2 separate regions of the Mus musculus genome follow, and region 2 is linked to region 1. The links are chromatin contacts, called in public Hi-C maps. All regions are on one chromosome and are shown on one strand. Each heading gives the region's core, a stretch centred on a gene start, on an enhancer-like site or on the middle of the called end of the contact. The rest is flanking DNA. Distances are from core to core; before and after follow the strand shown. Region 1 has its middle 31 kb from the start of Gm35817. Region 2 holds the start of Slitrk3 (SLIT and NTRK-like family, member 3).

What was found. Hi-C and Micro-C count contacts between places; a contact is called where the count stands out from the background.
Region 2: a Hi-C map of nephron progenitors shows a contact between it and region 1, with 3 times the contacts expected there. The contact joins the promoter of Slitrk3 here to the enhancer-like site in region 1. A contact is called at or near these places in 3 of 39 promoter capture datasets (cranial neural crest, maxillary cranial neural crest and second pharyngeal arch cranial neural crest) and 2 of 484 Hi-C or Micro-C datasets (nephron progenitors and palatal mesenchyme).

What each region holds. Positions count from the first base shown.
Region 1 is chr3:69,909,286-69,917,086 of GRCm38.p6, reverse strand. No RefSeq gene overlaps it. Among named protein-coding and RNA genes, the nearest start is that of Gm35817, 31 kb to the right of the region's middle. Within about 2 kb of position 4,101, at least 10 of the 459 cell types and tissues checked have an H3K27ac peak or open chromatin away from gene starts, as enhancers often do. A contact at or near this core is called in nephron progenitors, where this site is marked.
Region 2 is chr3:73,054,830-73,062,630 of GRCm38.p6, reverse strand. It overlaps Slitrk3 (SLIT and NTRK-like family, member 3), which reads left to right and starts at 4,828. Exons shown (of 2, transcript NM_001357851.1): 1 at 4,828-5,083.

The sequences.
Region 1 (7,801 bases), core at 2,852-5,351:
AGCAATCCCACTAAAATCAGGGACTACACAAGGCTGTCCACTCTTGCCCTACCTATTCAACAATGTACTTGAAGTCCTAGCCAGAGCAATTAGACAACAAAAGGAGATCAAGGGGATACAAATTGGAAAGGAAGAAGTCAAAATATCACTTTTTGCAGATGATATGATAGTATATATAAGTGACCCTAAAAATTCCACCAGAGAACTCCTAAGCCTGATAAACAGCTTCAATGAAGTAGCTGGATATAAAATTAACTCAAACAAGTCAATGGCCTTTCTGTACACAAAGGATAAACAGGCTGAGAAAGAAATTAGGGAAACAACACCCTTCTCAATAGTCACAAATAATATAAAATACTTTGGCGTGACTCTAACTAAGGAAGTGAAAGATCTTTATGATAAGAACTTCAAGTCTCTGAAGAAAGAAATTAAAGAAGATCTCAGAAGATGGAAAGATCTCCCATGCTCATGGATTGGCAGGATCAATATAGTAAAAATGGCTATCTTGCCAAAAGCAATCTACAGATTCAATGCAATCCCCATCAAAATTCCAACTCAATTCTTCAACGAATTAGAAAGGGCAATCGGCAGATTCATCTGGAAAAACAAAAAACCTAGGATAGCAAAAACTCTTCTCAAGGATAAAAGAACCTCTGGTGGAATCACCATGCCTGACCTAAAGCTGTACTACAGAGCAATCGTGATTAAAAACTGCATGGTACTGGTATAGTGACAGACAAGTAGACCAATGGAACAGAATTGAAGACCCAGAGATGAACCCACACACCTATGGTCACTTGATCTTTGACAAGGGAGCTAAAACCATCCAGTGGAAGAAAGACAGCATTTTCAACAATTGGTGCTGGCACAACTGGCGGTTATCATGTAGAAGAATGCGAATTGATCCATTTCTATCTCCTTGTACTAAGGTCAAATCTAAGTGGATTAAGGAACTCCACATAAAACCAGAGACACTGAAACTTATAGAGGAGAAAATAGGGAAAAGCTTCGAAGATATGGGTACAGGGGGAAAATTCCTGAATAGAACAGCAATGGCTTGTGCTGTAAGATCAAGAATCGATAAATGGGACCTCATGAAACTGCAAAGCTTCTGCAAGGCAAAAGACACCGTCAATAAGACAAAAAGACCACCAACAGATTGGGAAAGGATCTTTACCTACCCCAAATAGGATAGGGGACTAATATCCAATATATATAAAAAGAACTCAAGAAGGTGGACTCCAGAAAATCAAATAACCCCATTAAAAAATGGGGCTCAGAGCTGAACAAAGAATTCTCACCTGAGGAACACCGAATGGCAGAGAAGCACCTGAAAAAATGTTCAACATCCTTAATCTTCAGGGAAATGCAAATCAAAACAACACTGAGATTCCACCTCACACCAGTCAGGATGGCTAAGATCAAAAATTCAGGTGACAGCAGATGCTGGCAAGGATGTGGGGAAAGAGGAACACTCCTCCATTGTTGGTGGGATTGCAAGCTTGTACAACCACTCTGGAAATCAGTCTGGTGGTTCCTCAGAAAATTGGACATAGTACTACCGGAAGATCCCGCAATACCTCTCCTGGGCATATATCCAGAAGATAGCCCAACCGTTAAGAAGGACACATGCTCCACTATGTTCATAGCAGCCTTATTTATAATAGCCAGAAGCTGGAAAGAACACAGATGCCCCTCAACAGAGGAATGGATACAGAAAATGTGGTACATTTACACAATGAAGTACTGCTCAGCTATTAAAAAGAATGAATTTATGAAATTCCTAAGCAAATGGATGGACCTGGAGGGCATCATCCTGAGTGAGGTAACCCAATCACAAAAGAACACACATGATATGTACTCACTGATAAGTGGATATTAGCCCAGAAACTTAGGATACCCAAGATATAAGATATAATTTGCTAAACGCATGAAACTCAAGAAGAACGAAGACCAAAGTGTGGACACTTTGCTCCTTCTTAGAAATGGGAACAAAACACCCATGGAAGGAGTTACAGAGACAAAATTTGGAGCTGTGACGAAAGGATGGACCATCTAGTCTTGCCATATCCAGGGATCCATCCCATAATCAGCTTCCAAACGCTTACACCATTGCATACACTAGCAAGATTGTGCTGATAGGACCCTGATATAGCTGTCTCTCGTGAGACTATGCTGGGGCTTAGCAAACACAGAAGTGGATGCTCACAGTCAGCTATTGGATGGGTCACACGGCCCCCGATGGAGGAGCTAGAGAAAGTACCCAAGGAGCTAAAGGGAACTGCAACCCTATAGGTGGAACAACAATATGAACTAACCAGTACCCACCGGAGCTCTTGACTCTAGCTGCCTATGTATCAAAAGATGGCCTAGTTGGCCATCACTGGAAAGAGAGGCCCATTGGACTTGCAAACTTTATATGCCCCAGTACAGGGGAACGCCAGGGCCAAAAAGGGGAGTGGGTGGGTAGGGGATTGGGGGGGGTGGGTATGGGGAACTTTTGAGATAACATTGGAAATGTAAACGAGGAAAATACCTAAGAAAAAAAAAGAAAAAAAAAGATTCATCCTTATATTTCTGCTCCACTAGAACCACTCCATGCAATAACTTCTGTATTAGTCAGGGATCTCTAGAGTCACAGAACTTATAGATAGTCTCTATATAGTAAAGGAATTTATTGATGACTTACAGTCTTCAGTCCAATTCCCAACAATGGTCAGTAGCAGCTGTGAATGGAAGTCCAAGAATCTAGCAGTTACTCAGTCCCACACAGCAAGCAGGCAAAAAAAAGAGAGGCTCCCTTCTTCCAATGTCTTTATATGGTCTCCAGCAGAAGGTGTAGCTCAGATTAAAGGTGTATGCCACCACACAGATAACCTTGAACTCAGAGATCTCCCTGTCTTAATCTTCTGGAATCCATAGCCACTATGCCTCAAGATCTCCATACCAAGATCCAGGTCAGAAACTTCTATCTCCCAGCCTCCAGATAAGGGTCACTGGTGAGCCTTCCAATTCTGGATTGTAGTTCATTCCAGATATAGTCAAGTTGACAACCAGGAATAGCCACTACATGTAGCCACTGTGTAAATCAGTATGGTGCTTCAATCAGGACCTGAAAGTAGAGCTACCATGGAATCCAGCTACATCACGTCTAGGATTATACCTGAAGGATCCGCGTTAGCATGCCTCAGAGACACCTGCGCATGCATGTAACTGCTGCGCTCACTGTTCACAGTAGCCAGGTTATAGCGTTAGCTGAGGTGTCCTCAGTGAAAGGATGGGAAGAGATTTGTGTGACATGCTCACAATGGAGTCTTGCTCAGCCACAAAGAGGAAAGTCATAACAGAAAAAAACAGATGGAACTTGAGAGTATCGTTTGTAGCAGAATAAGCCAGACTCGGAAAGACAAATATCGCACCTGTTCTTACATATGAGAAATCAATCCTTAAATAAGACTTAATAGCAGAGGGGAGCTATATGGATTGGAGAGGAGGGCAGACAGTACTTAAAGCAAGGTGATCAAGGAGAAAACACATGATGCACGTATACAAGAATGTCACGGTAAATCCATTACTCTGCACAATCATGCTACACTTACAAACACTATTTAAAATGCTATTGATAATAATAATAATAATAATAATAATAATAATAATAATACACTAAGCTTCAGCTTCAATCTGGCAGCCAAGCCTTGAGGCTTGAAGTGGTTTTCATTATGACAAAACTTAAGGCTGTTGTTTTTATTTAATTGTAACCTTCTTTTCTGCAATTGGAAGAAATGACCTAGACATGGTCTTTCTGGGAAGACAAGATTAACAGACGTGAAGAGAAAGTTCTGCCCACGTCCCTCCGTGCCTCCAGGCATCCGGTTCTCCTCCTTGTAGGCATTTAGACCCACTGAGGCGTGGGAGCGCACACTGAGGCACGCAGCTGGGGTAAGCCCGCACCTGGCCCTCATCCTTGCCTCCCTTGAGATCCGTCATTCAGGAATGCTCTCACATCCCCTCGAGGGGCTTTCACCGTATCTTATCCGCTTTTAGAAGCTGTGTACATAATGCAGTATCCTGTCCTGCAGACTGCTCCCTTCCTGCACTGGAATCCTATGCCTTCGCTCTGCACAGGAACAGGAGGTAGGAGGAGGAAGGGGGGCCGCCTACAGCACAAAAACCGTGGAAAAGATGTAAAACTAAACCAATTGCCCCTGAGTAGCTTTGTTTCATTACTTCCAGTTTAAAACATGATAAGGGTCACGAGTTGTTGCTCCTCCAAAGCCTCCCTTCGCAGTAACTACACTGGAAAATATATGCTACAAGTAAAAATAAAATAAAATTAAATAAAAGCCCCCACCCAAAAGTCACAGAAAGAAAGGGAAAGGAAAAAAGAAAAATGAGATTAAACTTGTGTGGAAATCTGAACTTCAGTGACTGGTTGCCACAGAAAAACACAAACGCACGCAGGAGTTTATCTGCATGCTTGACAGTGATCTATTAGCCTTTTATTAATGCTCTTTTAAAAGTCGTTTTATTCTATTCTACTCTGCCTTTTTACACTAGTAATAACTTTCAGCATCTTGTAAAGTGCTGAACAGCACAGATTTTTATATTTGCTAGGAAAGTTACGGGTTGCTAAGGCGTCTTTGAGAAGTTTCCAGACTCGGTCTGCAAATGGAAGCAGGTGGTAGGTTATCGTGGTTTCTCTTCTAGCTCTTTCCTGCTACTACACACGTTCACCTGTCCAGCTCAGAGTGCTGCACAGTGGTTAGCTAAGCTCCCGTGTTTGATATTTGAACAGAAAAGAGAGAAATAATTCCTTTTCTAAAACACTTACTATATTTTTATTACAAAAGTCACGTTCATAGATTCTTTTAAAAAATAAAGACAAGCACTCCAGTTTGTCACCTATGAATGGCTATAGCATGTTTTACCAGGCACATACTCAGATCTTTTCTTGTGCCCATGACTTATGGTTTACATATTGAGAAAGTCAGGTTATAACAAGGGCTTTTACAAGGAGCTATTTCTAGTTCACGGGTGCTCAGTGTTTCCACACGACTAGTTCTACAATGCAATTGTTAACAGCTAGAGACTAGCCTAGGACTGGAGTGTGATTTATTTCAAATCTTCTATTATCAAACATTTGGATAATATGTCGTTCATTGTTAAGCATTCAAAATAATTTAGAAATATGCAAGCCTTTGACTTCAGGGTTGTATTTTGACACATTACTGTCCAAAAATCATTTAAAGTTTTGTTCTTATTATTTGGGAATGTAGATCTTTGGGGGAAGCTGAGAGATATGTGCCTCTTCTCATTAAGAAAGAGGGGAGAGGAAGAAAGGGAGGGAGGGAGGAAGGGAGAGAGGGAGGAAGGGAGAGAGAGAGAGAGAGAGAGAGAGAGAGAGAGAGAGAGAGATAGAGAGATCTTAAAACAGTCGGGTAACTCAGGAACACTTCAGCAAAACAAACTCTAGTTGAGAATTCGATGCCAGTTTGTCCTTACCAACAATACAAAGTCCTTTGCTCACACACTGACCTTGTTCTGAGACTTTTAGCTGATGGTTAGCTATAAAAATCACAATGTTAAGGCCAGCGAGATAGCTCAGCAGGTCAGCCTTCTCTGTGTAACCCTGACGACCTGAGTTCAAGGTGAAAGGAGAAAACCAACTCCACACAGTTGTCCTCTGGCGTTTGTGTGTACAACATGGTACACACACACACACACACACACACACACACACACACACACACACACACACACAAAGCAGCAGCAGTGTTACCACCACCACCACCAACAACAACAACAAATTAACTCATTAAAGATAACCTCAGAGGCACCAAAATGTGTCATCGCCACATTACAGAGTGAAAACAGACTTCTCTTAGATTAATTTGACCAAGAGTCAAACTCAAATTTCAATTCTGCCTATGTCTCCCATCTGTCTTTTGCCTGTGGTTACTGGCCGATGTGTAACCTCTCAGTTGTACCTGTCTGATGTCTGACTGTCTCTGTGAATCTGTCAGTCTGTGTCCGTCCCTGTTGCTGTCTGTAAAAAGAGGCTTTGCTCTGTATTTATTACACAGCATAGAAAGCATGCCATGGGAAAGGGATGAGAGATCACAAGGCATCTTTAGTGGAGTTTGTAAGGGAAGAGATAACTTTACCTACCCAAACCGAAGCAGACTAGCAAACATGTTATCAAGCTATGTCCACATTTTTTTTAACAACATTTACAGTTTCTGCTTATTTTGTAAGGTTGCTTCTAACCTGTTTGATGCTCTCAGCAAACGATTACCACCACCACCACCATCACCATACACACACACACACATTGCTCTGGGTCAGAGCAGGAATGAGAGCACAACTTAAAAGCTAAAGCTATGCATTTAGCTTAGGTTGTAAAAGCTGATTACATGGGAAGTCCAAGGCAAGTATGGAAGGTTACGATGCTCTCCTAAAGGCAGGTCCAAGTTAAACAGGCTGGGTGCACAGTAGGACAGCACAATGAGTATACAGTCTTATCATCATTATCATCATCATCATCACTATCATCATCATCATTTTGTGTGTGTGTGTGTGTGTGTGTGTGTGTGTATGCACGTGTGCATGCACGAGTAGCTATGAGCACATGTGTGTGCATGCACGAGTAGCTATGAGCACACGAGTGCAGGCATCTACACAGTTCAGAAGAAGGTGGCACATTCCCTGGGACTGGAACTACAGGTCATCGTGAACTGCCTGGTTTCCATACTAGGAACTAACTCAGGTCCTCTGCAAGAGCAGTCAGTCCAGGCTCTTAACCACTGAGCAGCCTCTCCAGCCCAGTCCCTCGAGTGCGCTCAAGAGTATAGTTAACTTTGCTGTGAGTCAGAAAATGTTCAGTCATTGGTGAGTATGACCGCATTTTCATAACATTGTATAACCGCAATGAAATATTTTAGTGTGAAATGGTTTTGAAGTGTTGCTTTTTTTCTTAATTTAGATTTTTTTCGCTAATGAAATTTAAACACTTTTTTTTCTAGACTTGATATAATTTTTGTACTTTGTTTATTCAAAGAATCTACATAATTACTAATATTTTTAAGACTTTATAATAATTGTGGCGGTTTGAATATGCTTGGCCCAGGGAGTGGCACTATTAGGAGGCATGGCCTTGTTGGAGGAAGTGTGTCACTGTGGGGATGAGCTGTAAGACCCTCCTCCTAGCTGCCTGGAAGTCAGTGTTCTCTTGTTTGCATTCTGAACAAGATTTAGAACTCTCAGCTCCTCCAGCACCTGCCTAGATGCTGCCATGTTCCCACCTTGATGATAATGGTCTGAACCTCTGAACCTGTAAGCCAGCGCCAACTAAATGTCATCCTTATAAAAAGAGTTGCTTTGAATATGGTGTCTCTTCCTAGCAATGGAAACCCTAACTAAGACAATAATAAATTGAAATTGTATTGTAAAGAACTTTCAAGTAAAAATCATCACACACTGAAATTAGCCAGACCCAAAGTCTCCCCATCTCAGTGAACATCTGTAGAGAACTTACACTTTTATCCATCCCAAGGAAAAAATCCATAACCCGAAAAAGTAGAAGAACTTGGCTTTATATCTTCTTTCAGGATTCACATTTCCATCGCCTGCATTCTGCCCTTCTCTTCTCACCTAATATTTACATTTCTTGTCTTCCTTTCCACACATCAAACTACCTGTGTGTGCACATCTGTTTGTATACATACATGTAAACATCATATGGTAAGAGCCACCTATGAGGGAGAGCGTGTGGTTTTTCTTTCTGAGATGGAGTGACCATGAT
Region 2 (7,801 bases), core at 3,579-6,078, 3.1 Mb before region 1:
TATCAGTGAGGAAACTGAGTGTAACAAGAGCCCAGAGAAGTTATTTGGTCAGAAAAGGGAAAAGATGCAGAAGGTACAGGCATTAAATTGAAACTGTGCAGAACACTGGTACAGAGATAGCCCAAATGATGGTATACACTAGATGCATTCATGTCTCTGCACAAATCCTCTCATGGCTAATGTAATGTGCTCTCAGGTGGCTCTGCTTAATTCAACCAGGAATATACACCTGGCCACAAACGTTATACTCCCCCTCGCTGGCCAGGAATCTATGATGTGCTTGACCTTAATGAAAAAAAAAATGTCCAATTAGAGTTTTATGTGGAAGAAAAGTCAGATGGTTTCCAGTTTTGTAGCTAAAAGGTCATGCAGTAACTCTGAACTCTGTGCTTGCCCATGCAAAGGAAATTGATTTGAGGGAAGAAAATAATGCAAACTCAGAATGCCATTAAGGACAGCACTCCTGCCTTTGGTCCTTCAGTACATTCTCAAAAACGTCTTGTTACGGATTGTGCACAGTTCTACGAGTCAGGAGCACCACAATGAGCTCCAGTCCCTGTTCTCTGGAAAGCCATGCTTGTCAGGAGAGATCAGCAGAGACGAAGATATACCAGCAGGTGTTTAGCATATCCCTAGCATGGAAACTACAGCAATTAAAAGAAAGGCAATTCTGCAGTTCAAGATTAACTACAAGGAATCACTCTTCACGTGTTTTTCCTATGGTTGCAGGAATCTAGTCCAGCCTGATGACTAATTAGTACTGAGTAGGTGTGCTGAGTTCATCCTACAATGATCTACAATGCTCCAAAGTGAACTAAATGTTTTCTACAAATTGACGGTGACGATAGGAGACAATCATTAATCTGTATTCTTGTGTACTTTCATGAAAGAGACAAAAGATACTACAATTTCAACATATTAGTTTTAATGAATGCTAACCTTATGAAGTTAATTTCGAGTGATTATATTGTTGGAAGCAGCTATTTTTCAACATCATTTCCTTAAGAACATGGAACCCAAAAAGAAAAGTCTATATCTAAGAGAATCTTCCTTGGTGTTTCACAAATTTCTAATTCAAGATTATTATTTTATATGAATAAAAGTGTATTAGAGATAGATTTGAGATATGGAATTCACTCCTATTACCTACTTATAGGGGGTTAATTTGTTTCACACTAACTCCATTTTGTTGCTCTGACTGGATCTCTCTATGTAGCCTTGTGGGTCATGAACTTCAGTTCTTTCTGCTTCCACTTCCTGAATGCTGTGATTTCAGGCGTGTAGCATCACACTTGTTAGGACACCAAGAGATAAGACAATGGAAGCACATATTTTATAGAAGCCAATATAATTTACATTTTTTAATTCTCCCAACACACACACACACAGAGAGAGAGAGAGAGAGAGAGAGAGAGAGAGAGAGAGAGAGAGAGAGACAGAGACAGAGACAGAGACAGAGACAGACAAAGACAGAGAGACAGAGAGACAGAGAGACAGATAGACAGAGACAGACAGAGAGAGACAGATACAGAGTGGAGGGGGGGGGGTCAGAGATGAGATTGTAAGGGAGGTCAACATGGGAGCCTATGTATGTATGATTTTGAAGCTTTTTTTTCCCCCTGAATGGTAGGGTAGGTCTTGCTTAATGGATATTTCCCTAGTGGTCTTTGAATTAAAATGGTGTAATAAATTAAGACACAAGTAGATTAGGTCAGATTATCCATTGACTATGTAAGGGTGCAAAAAAAATAACATGCAAAAGTATAGAAGTAGCCTTTTACATTCTAATAAATTATTTTAATGAACTCTTTTAGAAGATGTTTTATGATAGCGAAATTGATAAAAGTTGGAATTATATATCATCTCCTAAAAAACGAGTGAAGTGTCTTAACTATGTGCCATATGTTAATATTTTTATTATAGTATTATTTAAAATATTCATCAACTTGAGCATTTGTAATAAACACATTCCCCAGCTCACCAATATTTTCAAAGCACTTGTATATGAGGAAATACAGTTCTTAGCAGCCACCAGGAAAATAGCTGTGTTTCATCAGATATGATGGGAAATTGCCCCCATTTGGCATTCTGTAATTTCTGTTGGATATTCATATGTGAAAAAGAATCAATTTCAGTGCTCAAGAGACAGAGGTATAGATATTAGAATTAGTAAACATTAGTCGTTTAATGACATAGAAATGAGAACTGAGCTTTATATAGGCTGTGGAAACTAGAAGAAATTGTATAAGCAAGTCCCAACTGTGAGGTGAAGGCAGCCAAAATCTTTCACAGGCTTTTGTGTGTGTGTGTGTGTGTGTGTTTGTACTTTAAAAATTGATGACATTGAAAAAAACGTGTTCAACAGCATTCTTGTTCTACACTCATGCTACAAGGCCACTTTCAAGAGTCCTGTCATCTGTATATTCTAACACATGCCAGATGAAAGGCCACTTTCAAGTGTCCTGTCATCTGTAAATTCCAACACATGCCAGATGAAAACCTTGAACTTTGCCCCATCATTGATGGGGAAATAAATGTTTAATCATTCATATTTAAATAAATCCCATTTCAGAACATCCATGTCACATTGACTTTTACTTGCTACTACATCATCAATAAAAAGTATCTTTTTTTAAGTGGAGGTTTCTTTTTTCCATAGCATGTGGAAAGTAAGTTTCAGTAAGTAAAGCCATAGCTAAAGCAACAAACATCTTTGGAGTGAACACTACAAAACAAAGACACATGAAAGGTGTTTTAGTCCACACATTTTTTTTTTAAATCTGGCATGAATTTTTTTGTGCTGACAGTGTTCACCTTTAATATCATCAGTTTACTCTATCAATTCACCTTTGCCATGCTCCTTAGAGCCAAGATATATGGGAGTATATTTGGAATCTTTGCATCAAAAGTAAGCATGAAAATCAAATGAAGTAAAAATAGACCCAAAAGTCAAAGAAAGTCAGGTAATATAGAGAGGATGATATGAGGTTCCTTCAGGGTTATATTTCCCCAGCCCTGAAGCGAAAGGCATGTGTGTGATTTCATACTTGCCTACGTGGAATATGGCAACCCCAGGAATTAAGTTGTGCAGCCACTCAACAAGGCTTGAAGCATCTCTTGACTCCTCAGCCTACTACTGCAGTTGGGTTTCTCTTACATCTGACTCTTGAAAATAATAATGATAATAATAATAATAATAAGGATAGTTTGTTGGCAGTATTTCTTGCATAAATTTCTTTGAAACCAAATTGGGAAACCTCATTAGGGGAACTGCTATGACAAATGTCCCTTCCACACCCAAGTTTTCACACAGCAAAGACTCACAAAGAAGGCATTATTGACCTAGAAAACATTGATAAAAGTTTGAATTTTGCCCCATAAAACTGAAACGCTGTATTTAAAAAGAACAAGCTTGATGTCATGGTGCTTTGGTCATGTTCTGGGTCACTGGAGATACTTTATTAATCATCTTAAAGGACACTGAGTATTTTGAAGAACAAACTGAAACATTTTAAGTATGACATTCTAAATCCCCACTTCACAGAATACCAAAGTGGTTACCATTCTGAATCAACTATGTTTGTGTGCCTATGTGTTACATAAAACTGAACAGGGCCATCTTTCTGGGCCTGACCAATTCTATTCTCTCCTTTATAATGATAATAATATGGGCCCTAGACTGTGATTAAATATGCCTATACAGCAGACAAATGAACAAAACCTCATAAAAGAAGGGGCAACGTATCTCCATGCCCCTCTCATAAAGATTGTCATGAACAATTTAAAAGCCCTGTGTCTTTTCAAGAGATAAGCTGGAGTTCCTTGAAAAACTTCTGAAAATATGGTCCAGTTGATGTGTTATGCTTACAATGATAATACATACATAATTTCACTTGTCTTGGGCAATTCGATGTTTTCACATCTAAAAGGAATAGTGAGAGTCACAGAGATGTCTCCCACGGAACTCCCCCTATCTCTCATGTTTGGGAGTTCGTGGGAATGCCACCCTTTCTCCAAGACAGTTGGCTAATGAACAGGATCTATTAAAAAGAACTGCGTTGGTTTGCCCTGCAGATTGGATGGAGGAACATTGAGCAACTGCATTAACAAGACTGCAGTGGAGGCAGTCAGTGGTCCCCTGGATCATGGAGCACTTTCATGAGTGCAAGCATCTTCCTAATGTCCTCATCTCATTTGTCACCAATTGGTATCTGACTCCTCTCCCTCAAATCTCCACCCCCTTCCAACCATGCTACAGTCTCATCACCACCCCCCTCAAACCCCCACGTTAGCAAGTAAAAAGAGATGAGGAAATGTTAGTACTTTCAGTTTGTCACCTATGTTGGCGGTTTCTACAAACCACTTGGAATGGCTCCTGGTAAGCATTCAGTGATGTTGCCCCCGATACAGTTCACATGCTCTTAATTTGATCATCTCCCCCCACCCCATCCCCTTTAGTTTGAGCTGTAATTTTCCAAACAGCCATCTCTCATTTGCAAAAGTTAGAAATCAATCCACCGATACAGAATGCTGACTTCCTGACAGGATCTCTCTTAGTGGAGCTGGCAAATTGTGACCAATAAATAGAAAACGGAGAGGGTGGGAGGGAGGGAGGGAGGGAGAGAGAGAGAGAGAGAGAGAGAGAGAGAGAGAGAGAGAGAGAGAGAGAGAGAGAGAGAGAAGAGGAGAGAGGAGAGAGAGAGGAGAGAGAGAGGAGAGAAGAGAGGAGAGAGAGGAGAGAGAGAGAGAGAGAGAGAGAGAGAGAGAGAGAGAGAGAGAGAGAGAGAGAGAGAGAGAGAGAGAGAGAATCACTTGCTTCCTAAGCAGGGATTTGCCTGCGATGCGCGGCGAGAGGACTGCGGCGGCTGATTTACACAGTTGGCGCGGAGGAGGGGCCGGGGGTGCGGGGGGACAAGCTGGCGGAGGCTCCAGCGATGGGCTGATCTGGGGGCTCCGGAGCGCCGCTCCCTCGGTGCGCGATTTGGGGGCGGCTGGTGGCTTTGCATTCGGGTTCCAGCCCTGCGTTTTCTGTATTGCCTTCTAGTCCCTGACCTGGCGCTCCCAGTTTAGAGGCAGACGTTCGGTAAGTAACGTGTAATCTGATTTTAGTTATTTCCTAGGCCATCAAAGCGGTACTTTTAAAGCAGGTCAGTCTTTAAAAGATGCGGTCGCCGCCACTGTCGCCGCCGCCGGGAGCGTCTCCTTGGCCTGGAACGCTCGCCCCCCTCCTCTGCCCACCGCTCCCTGTCCTCTGGCTGAAGAAGTGAAGGCGCTCCAATGGTGGGCTGTCAGGGGATTCACAACCCGCCAACGGGATCACATCGCCTTCGTGTTCTGCCTGAGATTTCCCAACGCCAAGTGCAATGTGGTGTGTACAGCCATACTGTTGTATCTGTGTCCTCACCCCCACCCCCCACCCCCCACCCCGCCACCTGACCAATGCTGGGATCTGAGATCTAGTCGCCCCCTTCCTGCCTTCTTTCTGTCTCTCCCCACCCTGTCTTCTCTCATCTCCATGCCACCCACCCCCACTCCCACCCATCCAAAGGGCAAAGAGCAAAGACACTCGGGAAAGCCAAGGGCTAGCTCTATCTCCTCGAGTAGACCGAGGCCGCAGGCAGGGATTGCGCTGTGAGAGAGACAAGCTTTCAGCGAGATACAGATAAAGAGAAATGCAGAAAGGGACCCGGGCTCTCGGGAACCGGGGCGCTTGCCACTGAAGGAAGAGCATCAAGATCTTTGATCAGGCCATCCAGGTCCTGGGACACTTGCACAGCCTGCCTGCCATCCGGAGCAAGCACAGAGAGCAGTGGTCCTGAGCCCACGGTCGCCAGCTTCACCGCGCTAGGTGCGCGCTCGGCTCTCCCATCGCTATGCAGCGACCATTTCCCTCTAAGTCTAAAGGTGGACCACTCTGAAAGGATTACAAGCGTGATTTGGTAGCCTTTCTGAAAGTTGGTGGCTGGAAGAGGGGAAGATACTGGGCGACAGAATGACGGATACAATGCAGCCTCGCGGAGAGTTTGCCCCTCCCGCTGAGAAGCCCCTTGGAGCGAACCTCGGAGATCCTGAGCGCTCTGCACCATAGGTACTCATCGACATCCGTTCCTACTTTGCCTGATTGCAATCAGTGTATGTCTTATGTAGGATATGTACTGTAGAACGCATTGACTTTGGCTGCTGGATCTTCTATACACTCACAGGTGCTAGGATTTTTTAAAAATTATATATATATATATATATATATATATATATATATATAATTTTAAGAATTGGATTCAATAGATGTAAGGACGTTGATGAAAGAAGGGCTTCTGGAGACTAATATAACCTCAAACCTGTTTTTCAGGGGAAAGAAATCTTAACTCTAACATATAGGCCAGGTGGCCAAGAGGAAAACCCCTCCCCCCGTGGAGCGCTGGGTTGTATTTTAAGAGACAGAAGGAAAACGGGGATGGATATATATATATATATATATATATATATATATATAATTTTTTTCTAAAGAGACTCCTTGTATGCCTTGCCTGTCAGTAGCGGAGTAAAAAAAGATTCTATAGAAGGCTCATAGCTCTTCAGAAAATGAATGATGCAGCATTTTAATTATTTGTTCCAGGGAGATCGTTTCGCTTCCATATTGGAATATTTAATCTTAGATCTGGAATGAAGGGGAGTACTGAAGAGGGGGGGTAGGAAAGGGGCTTGCTGTGTAGAAAGAGCTTCTTGTCCTTCTCTGGACAAATCAATGGTGCCGGCGCTCCCAGCAGGACACAGAAGAAACCAGCCAGAGGGCCCAGCATCCCCTAACTTTCAGAGCCCTTCCCACCCTTTAAACATGCTATGCTAAAATAAAGGCAAGAGAACTCATGAAAGGCCTTTAGAACATGGCCAAAGTCCAGCACTAAGGACTGTGGTTCCAGAGACTACTGGGACGTGGTTGCAGAGGCCATTTACTGTGACTGTGAAGCCCAGGACAGCCTCCTGATTACCTATTCATTCCATTAGAGCCTGGGTTCCCACAGGATCCCTGAAGCAGCTGCTGCCTTTGCAGACTGGGTGACCAAGGAGATGGGTTCAGGGTACTGGAGAGGGAGGTAAAACTGGTCCGTCCCGAGCAGTTTTCAGTGTACACTGAGGGTTTTCAATGTAAGCTTGTTTCCTGGTGGAGACCTCTCTGAGAAAAGGGTGGGTCTGGGATGTGAAGGGTACAGAATGTTAAGAGACTCTTACAGCCTGCTGCTTACTGAGTTCCATTGCTATTTCCAATCTTAGTTACTGTGGGGTAATGGACAGATGCATGGATATTTTTAATGCAAGCTATCATCCAGATCTCAGACTGACTTTAAGCAATGCTTTGCTCAATTAGATGAAATAGATTTTAAAGTGGTAAGAAATTCATAGCTATGTTCCTCCTCCTCCTCCTCCTCCTCCTCCTCCTCCTCCTCCTCCTCCTCTCTTCCCTTTCCTTCCCCTTCCCCTTCTTTTTTCCCTTCCTCTTCCCTTCTTCTTCTTCTTCTTCTTCTTCTTCTTCTTCTTCTTCTTCTTCTTCTTCTTCTTCTTCTTCTTCTTCTTCTTCTTCTTCTTCTTCTTCTTCTTCTCCTCCTCCTCCTCCTCCTCCTCCTCCTCTTCCTCCTCCTCCTCCCCCTCCTCTTCCTCCTTCAATTTGGTTGTGCAAAATACCTTAAGCAAATCATCTTCAGCACCTGCTAACTTTGAGACCCTGGCAATGGAGTTCAATTATTTAGTAGTCAGGAAACAGAAAACCTATGTCCCCTTATGAACTAAAGATAGGATGGGGGAA